Regions from separate parts of the Gossypium arboreum genome. Here region 2 is linked to region 1. The links are chromatin contacts, called in public Hi-C maps. All regions are on one chromosome and are shown on one strand. The core of a region is the stretch at or near the end of the contact, and the rest is flanking DNA. Distances in the headings are between cores, read along the strand shown. Region 1 overlaps LOC108450115 (ubiquitin C-terminal hydrolase 13-like). Region 2 holds the start of LOC108484722 (protein STRICTOSIDINE SYNTHASE-LIKE 3).

Evidence for each region. A called contact is a pair of places that touch in the nucleus more often than the background predicts.
Region 2: a contact with region 1 is called in a Hi-C map of leaf, with 4 times the contacts expected there. The contact joins the promoter of LOC108484722 here to the enhancer-like site in region 1. A contact is called at or near these places in 2 of 5 Hi-C or Micro-C datasets (both in leaf).

The regions. Positions count from the first base shown.
Region 1 is chr7:83,359,787-83,366,772 of ASM2569848v2, forward strand. It overlaps LOC108450115 (ubiquitin C-terminal hydrolase 13-like), which reads left to right. Exons shown (of 32, transcript XM_017747603.2): 23 at 33-210; 24 at 296-397; 25 at 486-557; 26 at 680-745; 27 at 1,094-1,159; 28 at 1,345-1,431; 29 at 1,546-1,662; 30 at 1,890-1,964; 31 at 2,059-2,145; 32 at 3,769-4,066. The coding sequence ends at 3,780. Among protein-coding and RNA genes, the nearest start is that of LOC108450115, 15 kb to the left of the region's middle. Within about 2 kb of position 3,840, at least 2 of the 2 cell types and tissues checked have an H3K27ac peak or open chromatin away from gene starts, as enhancers often do. A contact at or near this core is called in leaf, where this site is marked.
Region 2 is chr7:83,580,291-83,587,276 of ASM2569848v2, forward strand. LOC108484722 (protein STRICTOSIDINE SYNTHASE-LIKE 3) reads left to right here and starts at 4,322. Exons shown (of 4, transcript XM_017788625.2): 1 at 4,322-4,995; 2 at 5,450-5,725; 3 at 6,017-6,184; 4 at 6,660-6,986. The coding sequence starts at 4,667. It overlaps LOC108485625 (a long non-coding RNA gene), which reads right to left and starts at 1,214. Exons shown (of 3, transcript XR_008286000.1): 1 at 902-1,214; 2 at 609-727.

The DNA.
Region 1 (6,986 bases), core at 2,590-5,089:
AGGCCTTACACTCCTTCCTTTTGAATGTTTAGGTCAAGGCTTTATACCTATGATGATGTTGTTGAAAGAGTAGCTCAGCAACTTGGTTTGAATGATCCGTCAAAAATCAGGCTTACATCTCACAATTGTTACTCTCAGCAACCCAAACCTCAGCCTATTAAGTATCGTGGGGTGGATCATTTGTCTGACATGCTGGTCCACTACAATCAGGTAATAATCAAATCCCCTTAACAATGCATATTGAGAGGCCAAATGATGATAGGGCTAAAAGCTAACCAATTTTGTTTGTTGACAGACTTCTGATATTTTATACTATGAAGTTTTAGACATCCCTCTACCAGAATTACAAGGTTTGAAAACCTTGAAGGTAGCATTTCATCATGCTACTAAGGATGAAGTGAGTATATGGATCATATTTAAGAGTTTTGATGAATGATGTAAAAGTTCTGTTGTAGTACACTAAAATTGGGTTTTTTGTGATCCAGGTTGTTATCCATACAATTAGGCTTCCAAAACAAAGCACTGTGGGCGATGTGATTAATGATCTTAAGACAAAGGTAAGTTTTCTTTCATTTGATGGGTCAAATGATCATGTTGAGGTCATGTATACTTTTTATGGATAATTTCTTAAATAATAGAGTAAAAATTGTTAATATTGTTAATAATCTTTCGGAAACAGGTAGAGTTGTCTCATCCTGATGCAGAACTGCGGTTGCTTGAAGTTTTCTATCACAAGATCTACAAGGTTTGAATGTCATGTTATCATGATTATTTTTTGCTCATATCAGTGTTTACCCTGGAAATGGGGAATGAGCCATGTTTATTTAATTTGATCTGAGTGTATAGGTGATGTATTGCCTAATATCTTATTTTTCATAATCTTCTAATGCCATCAGTAGTCTTATCTGTTTAAAACTTGACATTGCTTGTTGAAAAGATTGTTTCATGGGTTAGTTTCTTAAATTGTATATTCCTTTATGTGGTTTGTATTTTCTGCTCTTCCTGGTTTGCTAATTTGGGGTTCCTTTATTAACCTATCGTTCCCTTTTCTTCCCTTTAGTCACAAAATTTTGTTTCCATCACATTTCTGCAGATTTTCCCACCTAGTGAGAAGATTGAGAATATAAATGACCAGTACTGGACATTACGGGCAGAAGAGGTCAGTTCCTCCACCCTGCTCTCTATCTCTTATGCATGCACTCATGCTTCCTGCTATGATCTAAGGAATCATTTTCTTTCTGTTGTATTTTGTTGGTTTTGATTTTTTGAATATCATTTCTTGGATAATGGCTTTCTTTAAGTTAATAGAGTGCTGATTTTGATCTTTGTTTCTTAATCTTGCAGATTCCAGAAGAAGAGAAAAATCTTGGTCCAAATGATCGCCTAATTCATGTTTACCACTTCACTAAAGAAACTGCACAGAACCAGATGGTAATAATTTTTTTTACATCATCTTATTTTCAGTTGCCATTTTGCTTTGCCTAATATTACTTCTTTATCACTGTTATGTTTCCTTACCAAAGATTTTGCCTCTTGTTTTGACAGCAAATTCTGAATTTTGGAGAGCCCTTTTTCTTGGTGATTCATGAAGGTGAGACACTGGCTGAAATAAAAGTCCGAATACAAAAGAAGCTGCAAGTTCCTGATGAGGACTTTGCTAAGGTTTGTTGTACTTCCTGAATCCTAAGTGAACTTGTGCTCACTGATTTACCCTAATTCTTAGTGTGTTCAACCCCTTTTCTCTCTCCTCTTTTTGAATTTGAATTGATGTATAGTAGGAACTCTGATGGTGATGTATCCTCTGTTAATATTTCTTTTTAACTAGTTGTTTTTCCTTTTCAGTTATGTATTCTCCGTTTTATTTATATGAATCCTATTTGTTTTTTCAGTGGAAGTTTGCATTCCTCTCACTTGGCCGGCCAGAGTACCTTCAAGATTCTGATATTGTATCTAGTCGTTTTCAGGTGTGCACATTGTTTTGCTTATAGATATTCGAAAAATTTTCCAAGTTTCATTAGGATGTTACTCTAATTTTGGTTTTACTATACATATACTCAGAGACGAGATGTTTATGGTGCTTGGGAGCAGTATCTTGGGCTGGAGCACTCTGACAATGCTCCGAAAAGAGCTTATGCTGCTAATCAGGTAATAACCATAAAGTATTCCCAAAGTTTCAGCAGAAATCAGTTGATAACAAACATACCCTAAGGATAAAGATATTCTTTAAGACTGCGATTAATATATCTGCTTTTTCCAAGTCCATGAAAATGACTGGCCTTTGGAGATGCCTGGAATAGTAGACTCTAATAACATCACGCTTCTTTGCAGAACCGGCACACCTTTGAGAAGCCTGTTAAAATATACAATTAGGGACTATTTTAGATTTTACCTCCCTTTGGTGACATTGCACAAAAGAGTGGCACTCTACATGAACTAAAAGCAAATGACAATGTGAGGCAACAAGTTAGCACTGAAATGGCATCTGTGACCTTTGCTTGTTGATTTGTTGGATAAATGTAATTCTTTCGCTAGTGTCGATTCAAAGGACTACTTCCTTTTACGTAATCAAAGTGTGCATCTGCAAATGACAATTACGATCCGCTGAGGTTTTTGCTACTACTTTCCGTCTTTAAATCGAGGTTGGTTGGTTGGTTCAATCTTCAATCAAAACGTAAATGGGGGCAAGTTGCCTGTGTAATTTGTCAGTACATAAACAAGATTTTGATTATTAGTGAATTTCTGTATACACAGTATAGTTGGGAGAAGGTTGTGATTTTTGCCATTCCCTTTGGTTGGTTGCCCTGATTTTGTCCATGTAGATCATCTGATGCATTTAGCATTAGCTGCTGCCCTTTGTAATGGTTGATTGCCATTCTTTTTCAAGCCTATTATTATGGCTTATTATTATTATATCTAAAGATTCTCTTCATATTTGCGCTACTTTTGCTTAACTCTGAAATGCCAATCTCAATCATTACTGATTTCTTTTTATAGTGAACTTGTTTTTATATGAATACAAATCTGAGTTTGGTATTATGATTCGGAGTAATCCAAAGTAAATCAAATTTATTCATAATAATGGGATATATTTTATTTTCCATTTTCTTGTTTCTCTTGAGAGATATTTTCCTCTCTGTCAGAAACAATTACCTATTTTGTTATAAAGATATACAATTTAGGTACTGCTTTTTTTTTTTCTCCTACCTATTGTAGGCCTTGTCATGGTGATATTATTTTTTTTATGGTCCATGTCATGGGGTTCATGGTTGTTTTTTTTTTTAATAATGTTATTTTCAAAGTTTATGATAAATTGTAATTTTAAATCTTTTATAAACTCAAGGTGTGGTGTGTGGAACTTTTTAGTGGTAGAATTAGAAAGCTTGTTTACTAACAAAACTGTTTTATACCTATAACCACTTGCTTTTATGTTATCATATTTTGTTTCCAAAGGTTGTTAATTAGGGACTCTAATTCTTTTACTGTAATTGTATAACTGGTGATTGACCACTGAATTAAACTGATTGATAGCCAATTCACGACTAAACTGTTTCAATATCTCCTTGCCTACCTGCATGCTTAAGTTCAGATTCACTTTGTGGATGCCTGTCATCTAAGTAATTTCTCGATTAATAAAAAAAGAATTAAGGAAAATGACAAAAGATTAGATATATACATAGGATAAGGTGGGGATGTTATATTACCTTTTTTCCCTACTGAGTTTTAGTAGTATAGTGGACCTTATCTCCTCTCTTTTCCTTTTTTGTGCAGGATGTGACTTGACTTCAATCATAATTGTATTAACATGGTACCATGAGCTCGGTAACTGCAGGACCAATTCTCCCTCACCTCACCTCCTATGTGGTTCCCATTTCTCACTCACTTTAGCCAAATTGGTTTTTCTCCCCCATAGAAATTCAGTTTCAACTTTCAACCTTTACTTTGTATCAATGATTGCTTATTATCAGTTGTCTTTTATATCTATTAACATTTGTTTAAAGAGAAGATGGGCAAAAATTAAACGAACATGCAAAAAAAGAAAAAAAGAAAAAGGAATTTGGAACTTTCATGGTACAATCTTTTTTATGGGGGTTTTTTTCAACATTTGGCGTTTGAATTTAAATCCGCTAGACAGAGCAAAGTTAGAAAATCATTATAGGGAATAAAATTGAAATAAAATTTTTGGGGTAAAAATTTAATTATACCGTTATATTAATTTATAATTTTATAAGGATTTAAACTGCAATTTATTATTTTTTAAGATCAAGGCCAGGCTCTTCTAGATTTACGGTTGCCGCAAGATATGTGTTCTTAAAATATACGATAAGCTATATATCTTTTCTTAAGAATAGTGAGATAAGTAGCAAAGCTCGGAAAGTACATTTTATGGCATTTGAACAGTGAACTTGAAACTGGGGAATTATATTTTATAGCACTAGAAGTGTAACCACAAAATCTCAAGCCTCATCTTCACTCTTATTCTCACAACCATTCTCTCCCCTTCAAATCTAGAAGCTTTAAACAAATAAAGTTGTTTTTGACTTATTAGTCATGATTCATATCAATAGGTTCAGATAGTTGCTTGCCCTAATCATGACATGTCAATGTTTTGTTAACATCAACTACATTGAAGCGGTCCAATTTGAAACACTGTCACGTGACATAATTGGATTGAGTTATTGTCATTTAATTAAGTCGGTGAAATTTGGTTCCAATTTTTCTCAATTATTGTTCGTCTGGAATGTTTAGTAAATCTCAACACTCGAACAAAATAGGAAAAATATTATTAAATTAAAAATAAATTGAGAGAATAAAGTTTTATCATGATAATTGAGATATTATATTGAAGATATTATTTTTTTTTCTTATTATATTTTGGTATATAAAAGAATTACAAGTAAATAACTATTGAGGTTATAATAAAGTGCAACCACTAATTTTATTTCTAAAATTAAAAAGTGTAAAATTAATAATAAAAGTTTTAAGGAAAAATGGTTGATGGGGTGTTGACTGTCGATGGAGCCTTAGGACGAGCAATGAAGAAGATCTGGAAGAGGTCGAATGAACCTCTGGATCTTGATGATCCTATTGTGGATGGAGCGGGGATGTCAATTGGCTCAGGTCAAAAAACCACTGTGTCATGGAAAGACAGGTTGTTAGGTACCTTTGGCGATATTAGCTTGTTGCAAAAGGATGAGGATTTCATCTTAAATGAAGGCAATGCTGTGAAGGAAGTGGTTGATGGGATACCTTCGATTAAGTTTTTTGAACAGGTTCATGATTTTATTGCATAACGAATGTCCAAGATTGTGATTGTGAAGCTCCTTGGTCGGAAGATTTCGTACCATGCTATGTCAAATAAACTTTAGTCAATATGGAAAACAAAACAATCTTTACAGATGCTTTGTAACACCTCTAACCTGTCTCCGTTGTCGGAGTAGGGTTACGGAGTATTACAATACAAAGCAGAACATCTATTATCAAATAGCATCAAGTTTTCTAATTAATTGTCATCATTGTAGAAGCCCAAATTGCCCGGGCCCAATTATATGAAAACCCAACCAAACCTCTAAACCAACCCTTAACCCATGACCCATTTACATCTACCCAAACTCAATTCAAAAGCCCATTAAGCCCCCCAAAAAAAACTAACCCAAAAAAAAACAAAGAAAAAAAAAAAGAAAAAGAAAAACTTACCCCAAAAAAACCTAACCCCCCAAAAAAAAAAAAAGAAGAAAAAAAGAAAAACCTAACAAAAAAGATAAAAAAACCTAGCCACCTAACCACTTTCCCACTTGCCCCATTTTTCCTCCCATTTTTCCTCCCATTGTCTACCACCACCACCTACAAAATAGAAAAAAAAAAATAGAAAATCATGTAAAAGATGGCTATAAAAAGCCATTCAAAAATCATGTAAAAAAGAAAGAAGGAGGGATTTTGAAAAGATTGAAAAAAAGAGGAGACAAACACAAAAATCCCTTCAAATTTTGAACACAAAAGAAACATCAATAAAAAGGTTGCATTTTTTCTTTTTTTCCTCTTCTTTCGAATCTTTTTTCTTTCTTTTTTTTTTGTGTTGTTTTTTTCTTTCTTTATATATACATATATTGTTAAAAAAAAATTACATTTTCCGCCACTGTATGCGGTGTGGTGATCCATGAAACCGACGATCGGTGGCCGGCGACCGGCGGAAACCGACGATCGACCGGTGACCGGCCCCCCCTTGGCCGGATTTCCTTTCCCCCCTCCCTTCTCTCTTATTTTCCCCTTTTTTTAGGTATTTTATATATATTATGTATATATTTTTTAATGCCATTAGTTATATATTTCTTATGTATATATTCTTAAATACTATTATATATATATATATTTTAAATACCATATTGTGTATATATTATTATTACAAATTATTACTATTGCTAGTATTATTATAACTATTATTATATTAGTGTATATTTTATGTACATATGTATATATATATATTTTGCACATATCATTATTTTATATTATTGTTGTAAATTTTATGTATATATTTTTTTGTATGTTTCCTAATATTTTCTTTTATTGTAGATATTATTATTATTACATACTTTTATTATATGCATATATATATATGTATTTTTATGTACATATTATTATTTTATATTATTATTACCAAATATATCATTTTTCCTATTTTATTATTAGTACGTGATTTGTTTTTATTTTGTAAATATCATTATTATTGTTATTCTAATATTCTAGTATTCCATGTTAATATTTTTCATTAATGATATCATTTTTTTTTGCTTCCTTTATCTATTTTTAATTTCTCACTTTAGGAATATTTTTTCTCATGTTTTAATTAATTTCAAAAATAAGGCAATGTACCGATTTAATATTAAGCTATCGATTTCATCGCTATGTTGGGTGAAATTCGTCGGCTTGTGTTAAAAAACGGGACACCCTTTCTAAAAAAATCAAAAACTAAAAATTCTTATTTTTCAATC
Region 2 (6,986 bases), core at 3,072-5,571, 220 kb after region 1:
CTTCTACAAAAGGAAAAATTTGGAAAGGAGTGGAGGAGTCTGTTGATGGGTAGTGTGGGAGAGGGGTCCATTGGACATGATTCCCAAGCCTTTGTACCCTCCTACAAATACTCCCTCCCATTCCCACTATCAAACATCAATCCACACTCATTCCCCTTCCTCTAAACCCTCCTTCTTCATTTCACTAATCTCATAATACAAGCAAAAACACTCCCCCAGAGGTCTCTTTTCAAGACCTCTGTTGGATGCTATTGCTAGCTATTTTCTCTTAAAACCAAACAAAAAAAGGTAACTTCACCTATATCCTACCTTGTAGAGATACGTGTATTTTGGTATATCCTGCTACATGCATGTTTCTTGGGAACTTGTTATTTTTTGTTTTAGTTGTTTCCTAAGTTGTTTAGCTTTGTTAAATGTGCATATAAAAATTTCAGTACCAACTACATGGGTAATAATAGTTGGAAATACCTGAAATGGATAAAAATTTCATTTAGCTTAAACAGTCACTCAAAAACTACGATTTTTTCTTCAAAACAAATTCAAATACAATAAAAATGGCTAAAAAAACAATATCTAGAATCAAAATAAAGTGAAAATCAAACGCATACCTGAAATCGAACGGGAATGAGGAAACAGAAAAAAAATCGAACGGGAAGATGTAAAAAGAAAGATACCCAAAATCAAAAGAAAGTGAAAATCAAACCCTAAATCACAAATTGAAAGATACCTGAAATCGAATCGAATGGGAATGAGAAAATAGGAAAAAAAAATTGAACAGGAAGATATAAAAATTTTAAAAATGGAAAAAAAAAGGAGCAAAGATCAAATTTGATAGGAAAAATAAAGAATAAAAATGGAAGATATAAAATGGAAAAAAAGAAAAGAAAAGAAAAGAAAATACATGAAATCGAACGGGAATGAGGAAACAGGACCGGGATGTGGTGGCTTGAGGTGCTTGGTGAGAGAGAGTGGTAAAAGGCAATAATGGCAAGTATGGTTTTTTTCTTTATTCTTCAGTGACTATAATTGCAATTTGGTAGTGGAAGAAAGGAATGAAATTTGACGTTTTTAGGAAATAGAAAGCTAAACAAATTCAACTGTAATAGCCTATTACAATGAACCAAACATTGTATTGTAGTGGGCCCATCGAATCAAGCCTGATTGAATGGCTCATTCCATTTAACGACACCGGCTGTAAGTGGAGTAGGTGTGACCGCATATTGTTTGAGTATCATTGAAACAATTAAAAACCAAAAAGATTACAATGAACTTTAAATTTACTAAATGTGTTTCTACCATACTTTTATGGCATGTTTAGAAACCTATGATTTGGGTAAAAAAAAGTTGGATTTGAATGTTAATCCAAGTCCAATTTCATAAGAGTTAAATTTTAGATTTTAAAATCCATTTTAAAATTTGGAATTTTCAAAATCCAAGATGGATTAAAAAACATGAAAACATTTTAGTTCTCTTCTGTCACACTTCCTTTAAAAACCAAACAATAAATAAGTAATTTTATTTATAATACATCATTAACGGAACTCAAGGATTTTAGAATTGGATTGATAGGCAAACCGATCAGACTACCAGTTCTCGATTCAACTAGTTCAACGAATCCAATCAGTTCAATTAAATAAATTATTAAAAATAGATAAAATAGATTCCATTGGTTTAACCGTTAGTTTTGTTGGTTCTACCAATTCAATCGGTTCACGAGTCAACCAATTTTATCTTTAATTTTGGATCGGTACGCTGATTTGATTCTGAAAACAGTGAAAAAGCTTCATGCATTTAATTTAATAGAATATAAATATTTAAAATTTTCATTTATATCATAATTTCTAAAATTTTAATTTATAAATCCTTGAATTTTAATTTATAATTTCAATAATTAGGCCACTAAATTGCTGGTCCAACTGGTTCGACCAATTCAACTAATTTGATCGGTTTGACTGGTATGATTGGTTCAACCGGTCCTATTGAATAAATCATTAAAAATTCATAAAAATTAAAAAAAATGGCTCAACCGGTTCAATCGACCAATCATCTGATCTGTACTGGTTCTCGAGTCAACCAATTTAATGCCTTTCTCCAGACCGGTACCCTGACTGGTTCCCGATTCAACTAACCAATCCAATTTGGTTCAAACAATAATGTTCAAAATCCTCTTAAATAATTATTATTTTTAAAAAAAATTATACTTAGAATTTGTTGAAATCCAAATCTAAATTTGAATTGTCCAAACAATGAATTTGGATTAATTCAAAATATTGAATTTCAAATATTTTAATTCCCATGTAAAGAATTTAAAATAATGATTTGATAAATCATAAATTTCAAAGTTAAAATTAGAAATCCAAGTCTAAATTCCTATCAACGCTACCTTATATAATTTCTAATCTCTTAATAATCAATATTATATTAAAATTGATTAGTTCATATATTACTTTCGTGTTTATATTAATTTTACTATTTTTCATATCTTAATTTTTACACAATCGTTATCCAAAATATTATTCTACTTATTTATCATTTTTTGAGAATTTTTGTTATTAATTCTAAGACTTTTAAGGCTCATATATCCGTTTATTAATATAAAATTTAATTTTTGTATACAAAAGTTTATATATATATATATATATATATATATATATATAAACAAACATTATGATTAAGGCAAAGCTCGATAAATAGTTTATAAACAGTTTAATTTTTATTTATTTAGAATGAATATTAATAAGATTTTAAAACGGATTTTTTAGTATTTTAATACTGGTTTATTAAATGAGTCAAACATAAACAAAGTGTTTTTAATTCATTTATAGTTACGAAGAAATTTGTTTAATAAATCATTTAAATTTGATTTATTATTCGATTATTATATAACTAATATTATCATTTGTGAGCTTATTTTATAATATAATTTTAATTTATAATTGATTTTTTATATCTAAAAAATCAAGATATACACTTATTTATTTTTTACTTGATTATTATTATTAATTAACCTTGGTTTTTTATTAATGAAGACGGTTGATGAAGAACAAATTGGGTGAATTACCCAAATATGCTTATTTTTTACCAATATTATCAAATTAGGCCTATTTTGGAGAGAGAAGGAAAGCGCATCTAACTAGACGTGTTTTCCTCCAACTATGTCGGCTCATTTCTCTAAAGTCCACGAATTTTAGCAGCCATCTTAAATGGACAAGATTTCGTGATTTATCGAGCATTAATAGACCCTCAATAATCCTAAAGATGTATGCTCGAGCATGTTGTTCTCTTTCAACTTCCCTCGATTCCGCATTGAGCTCAACAATATTTCTTTTCAACCAATTCATATCTATCCGGGCTCCAAAAATCTTGTCCAGAACCCTCATTAAAAGTTGTTCACATACATCTCTCCAATCGGCAGCGACAACTGACCCAATCCCTATCGGCCCATCCACCGGTAACCTAAGCTGTAACTGCACATCCTCAAGTGTGATAGTACACCCTTCGCATGGAAAACGGAAACGTGTCTCGGGTCTCCATATTTCCACCAACGCGTTTACATGTGTAGGGTCCAATTTACACCCCCTACCCATACGGGCCAAGTGCAAAAATCTCACATCTCTTAAGTATGGTTCTATTAAAGACAATGGAGGAGCACTCCAAATCTGATCTTCCGGCTAATTATAATAAAAAATAAAAAAATCTTAAATTTCAATATAGCAACAAAATAATTAAATTAAATCAGATTAAAAAAAATCTTACCATTTGCAATTGAACGGTTGAAATGTACTTGCCATCCAAACGAATAAGAGAATTTTTCATTACTAGTTTCAATAAATATGAATAAAAATTGTAATAAAAATTAATTAAAAAACTTAATACAATTTTAATTAAAAAATGAGAGTGAATTGAGAGAATTGAGTAAGAATTAAGAAAGACTTGAAGGAGGATTGAATGAATTGAAAGACAGCTAAGAGTGAATTGAAAAAGTGGGAAATTTGGGGTTTAAATAGAGGAAAATTTGCCTTTAGAATTCAACCAGTTGGGTAGCCATTGCAGGTAAAAATTTGCCTATGCTGATTGAGCAGGAAAGCGCATTTAGCTGGAACTGTTTTCATGCCAAATCTGTTGAAAAGGCGTCCAGCCAGATAAATTTTCTTTTCTTTTTAAAATCGGCCTAATCTGGTAAATTTGAAAAAAAAAATCGCCTAATTCGATAATTTCAAAAAAAAATTACTTTTTGGGTAATTCACCTGAACTTCTTAATATTAACCAACATACAAATGAGCCTAAAAATAAACAAATGAATGTCGGTACCATCCGTCTTGAAACACACTTGAAAATTAAAAGTTGAAACCAAACCTTTAAGTACCCCAACATTGGCATTAATGTCAGTTTCTACCAAGATCCAGACAGCCAGCAAAACTGAGTTCCACCTAAGATAAAGGACTCTGTCAACCTTTAACACAAACAAACAAAAGGGTTGTGTTGTTCCTTTCTTCCTCGGTAAAAAGGCTTAGATTTTTGGGCACCCAAATTTCAAATCAATAAAGGTTGAAGTTTTTTTATTTTTCCTTTTTGCCAGTAAGAGGTTTAAACTTAAGCTGAAAAAGTTAACATTTTGGGCTCCAGGATTTGGTCTTTTTCTTGTTTTTTCTCAAATTTTGTAGCGATGACGCCAGTGGGAATTCTTGGCATTCTGTTTCTGCTGCTGGCACTATACTGTGGGACAGACCCTTTTAAGCACAGTGCAATCTCTGAATTCCCCGACTTTGAGGCTTACAAGGTGGATATGCCTCCATGGGAAATGGTTCCAACGGTTAGGGACAAGGATAATTTGCTTCAGAAATCGGAGATTAAGTTCCTGAACCAGGTTCAAGGCCCTGAGAGCATTGCATTTGACCCTCTTGGCCGTGGTCCTTACACTGGTGTTGCTGATGGTCGCATTGTCTTCTGGGATGGTGAAAAGTGGAATGATTTTGCTCATACTTCCAGCAATAGGTGAGTTTTCAAGTTCGTTTTTTGATGCAGATTGGTAGAAATTTCTATGAACAAAGTGTCAAGTATCATCAGCCTGGGAATTTTTTAACTTTCCATTTGTTCAGTTAATCGTCATGATTGTTTTCTGTAGTAAAGAGGTTACTTGGGTTTGTAGAAAATGGTTCAACACTGAATTTAAAAAACCAGTCAAATGATTTATATCGCTAAAGAAGTGTGCTACTTCAATACAAAAGAGAAGAAACAGTGATTCTTTGAGCTTTCCAGTCTTTGTTTACTCGATGTCGGTAAATTATGGGTTTAGAAGCTTAGAAGTGTTAGCCGCATGGCATATATTTTATATCCATTAATGACACTAGAAAGTTGGCTGGGTTATCCGCTTTGCTACGTGTTTTTTCTTAAGATCTTGTTGGGGAGTTCTGGGAAAATCATTCACCATATTTAATTCTGATTTCAGGTCAGAACTTTGTAATCCAAAGCCATCACCTCTGAGTTACCTACCAAATGAGCATATCTGTGGCAGGCCTTTGGGCCTTCGATTTGATAAGAAAACTGGTGATTTGTACATTGCCGATGCATATTTGGGGTTGCTGAAGGTTGGTCCGGAAGGCGGATTAGCGACATCACTTGTAACAGAGGCAAATGGGGTGCCCCTGAGGTTTACCAATGACCTTGACATTGATGACGAAGGAATCGTATATTTTACTGATAGCAGCAGCAAATACCAAAGAAGGTAGGTTTCTGATGATAAGTTTTATTAAATCATAAGGACATTCAATTGCCACTGCCGGCTATTCTCTAGGATATGGTAGAGTATACATATTTTCTATATTCCAACCATTGCTGGAAAACATGTGTAAAGTTTATCTATGCTTATTTTGATTGACATCTGAACTTCTGAGACTCGAGACGTGCAAATTTCCGTTTGCACCAGCAATGTTGCAATGTCTATGTATATATGATGCTTACTCGAAAGACCCCATCATCCGGACTATCCATTAGTACTGACACAATAATATTTCAGGAACTTCAAGCAGCTAATTTTTTCTTCGGAGAATGGTGGGAGGCTTATCAAGTATAACCCACATACAAAGGAAACCACTATCCTTATGACAAATCTCCAATTTCCTAATGGTGTATCCTTAAGCAAAGATGGTACTTTTCTTGTATGTTGTGAAGGATGTCCTGGCAGGTGAGCTTTGCTTCCAAATATACTCAAATATTATCAACTTAGATGTGCTCCACCCAGTGCAGAAGTTTTTCCTCTAGATGTAAATCACTGCTTTGGGAATATTGGAAAGATCTTTGTTAATCTGATCCCTCATTTTCCCTAAAGTATACATGTCCGACTCATTTTAGAGATGGATATGGGGGTACGATTAACAAAAATTAAGCATATTTGTATCAGACACATACTTGCATTTGATGATTGACACTTGACCCGGAGTTCGAGTTACATAGGGAAAGATCACATTAAAAATGGTAGTTTTCTTTTGTTTTTTTTGTGGAAGTGCCTATCATGGTACATTTGTTTTTGTTGGATTTGCCCTGTTGTTTGCTTTGATCATTGAGTGTGAGGGTATCAAAAGAGATGCAGATTGAGATGTTTTTTTAATGGATAACTATCTACCATTCCTATGTAATGGTTTGATATCTGTTAAATACAGATTACTCAAATACTGGTTGAAAGGTGAGAAAGCGGGGACTTGGGAGGTATTCGCCATCTTACCAGGATTTCCCGACAACATCCGCACAAACAGAGATGGCGAATTTTGGGTCGCAATTAACTCTCGAAGGTCCAAGTACGCTCATATATTAGGATTACACCCAAAAGTTAGGAAGTTCATTCTGAAGCTCCCCATCTCAACAAAGGTTCAAGTCCTGCTTCATGTTGGGGGTAAGCTGCATGCACAAGTCGTCAAATACAGCCCGGAGGGAAAGCTTTTACGGATTTTGGAGGATAGTGAAGGCAAGGTCGTGAAAGCGGTTAGTGA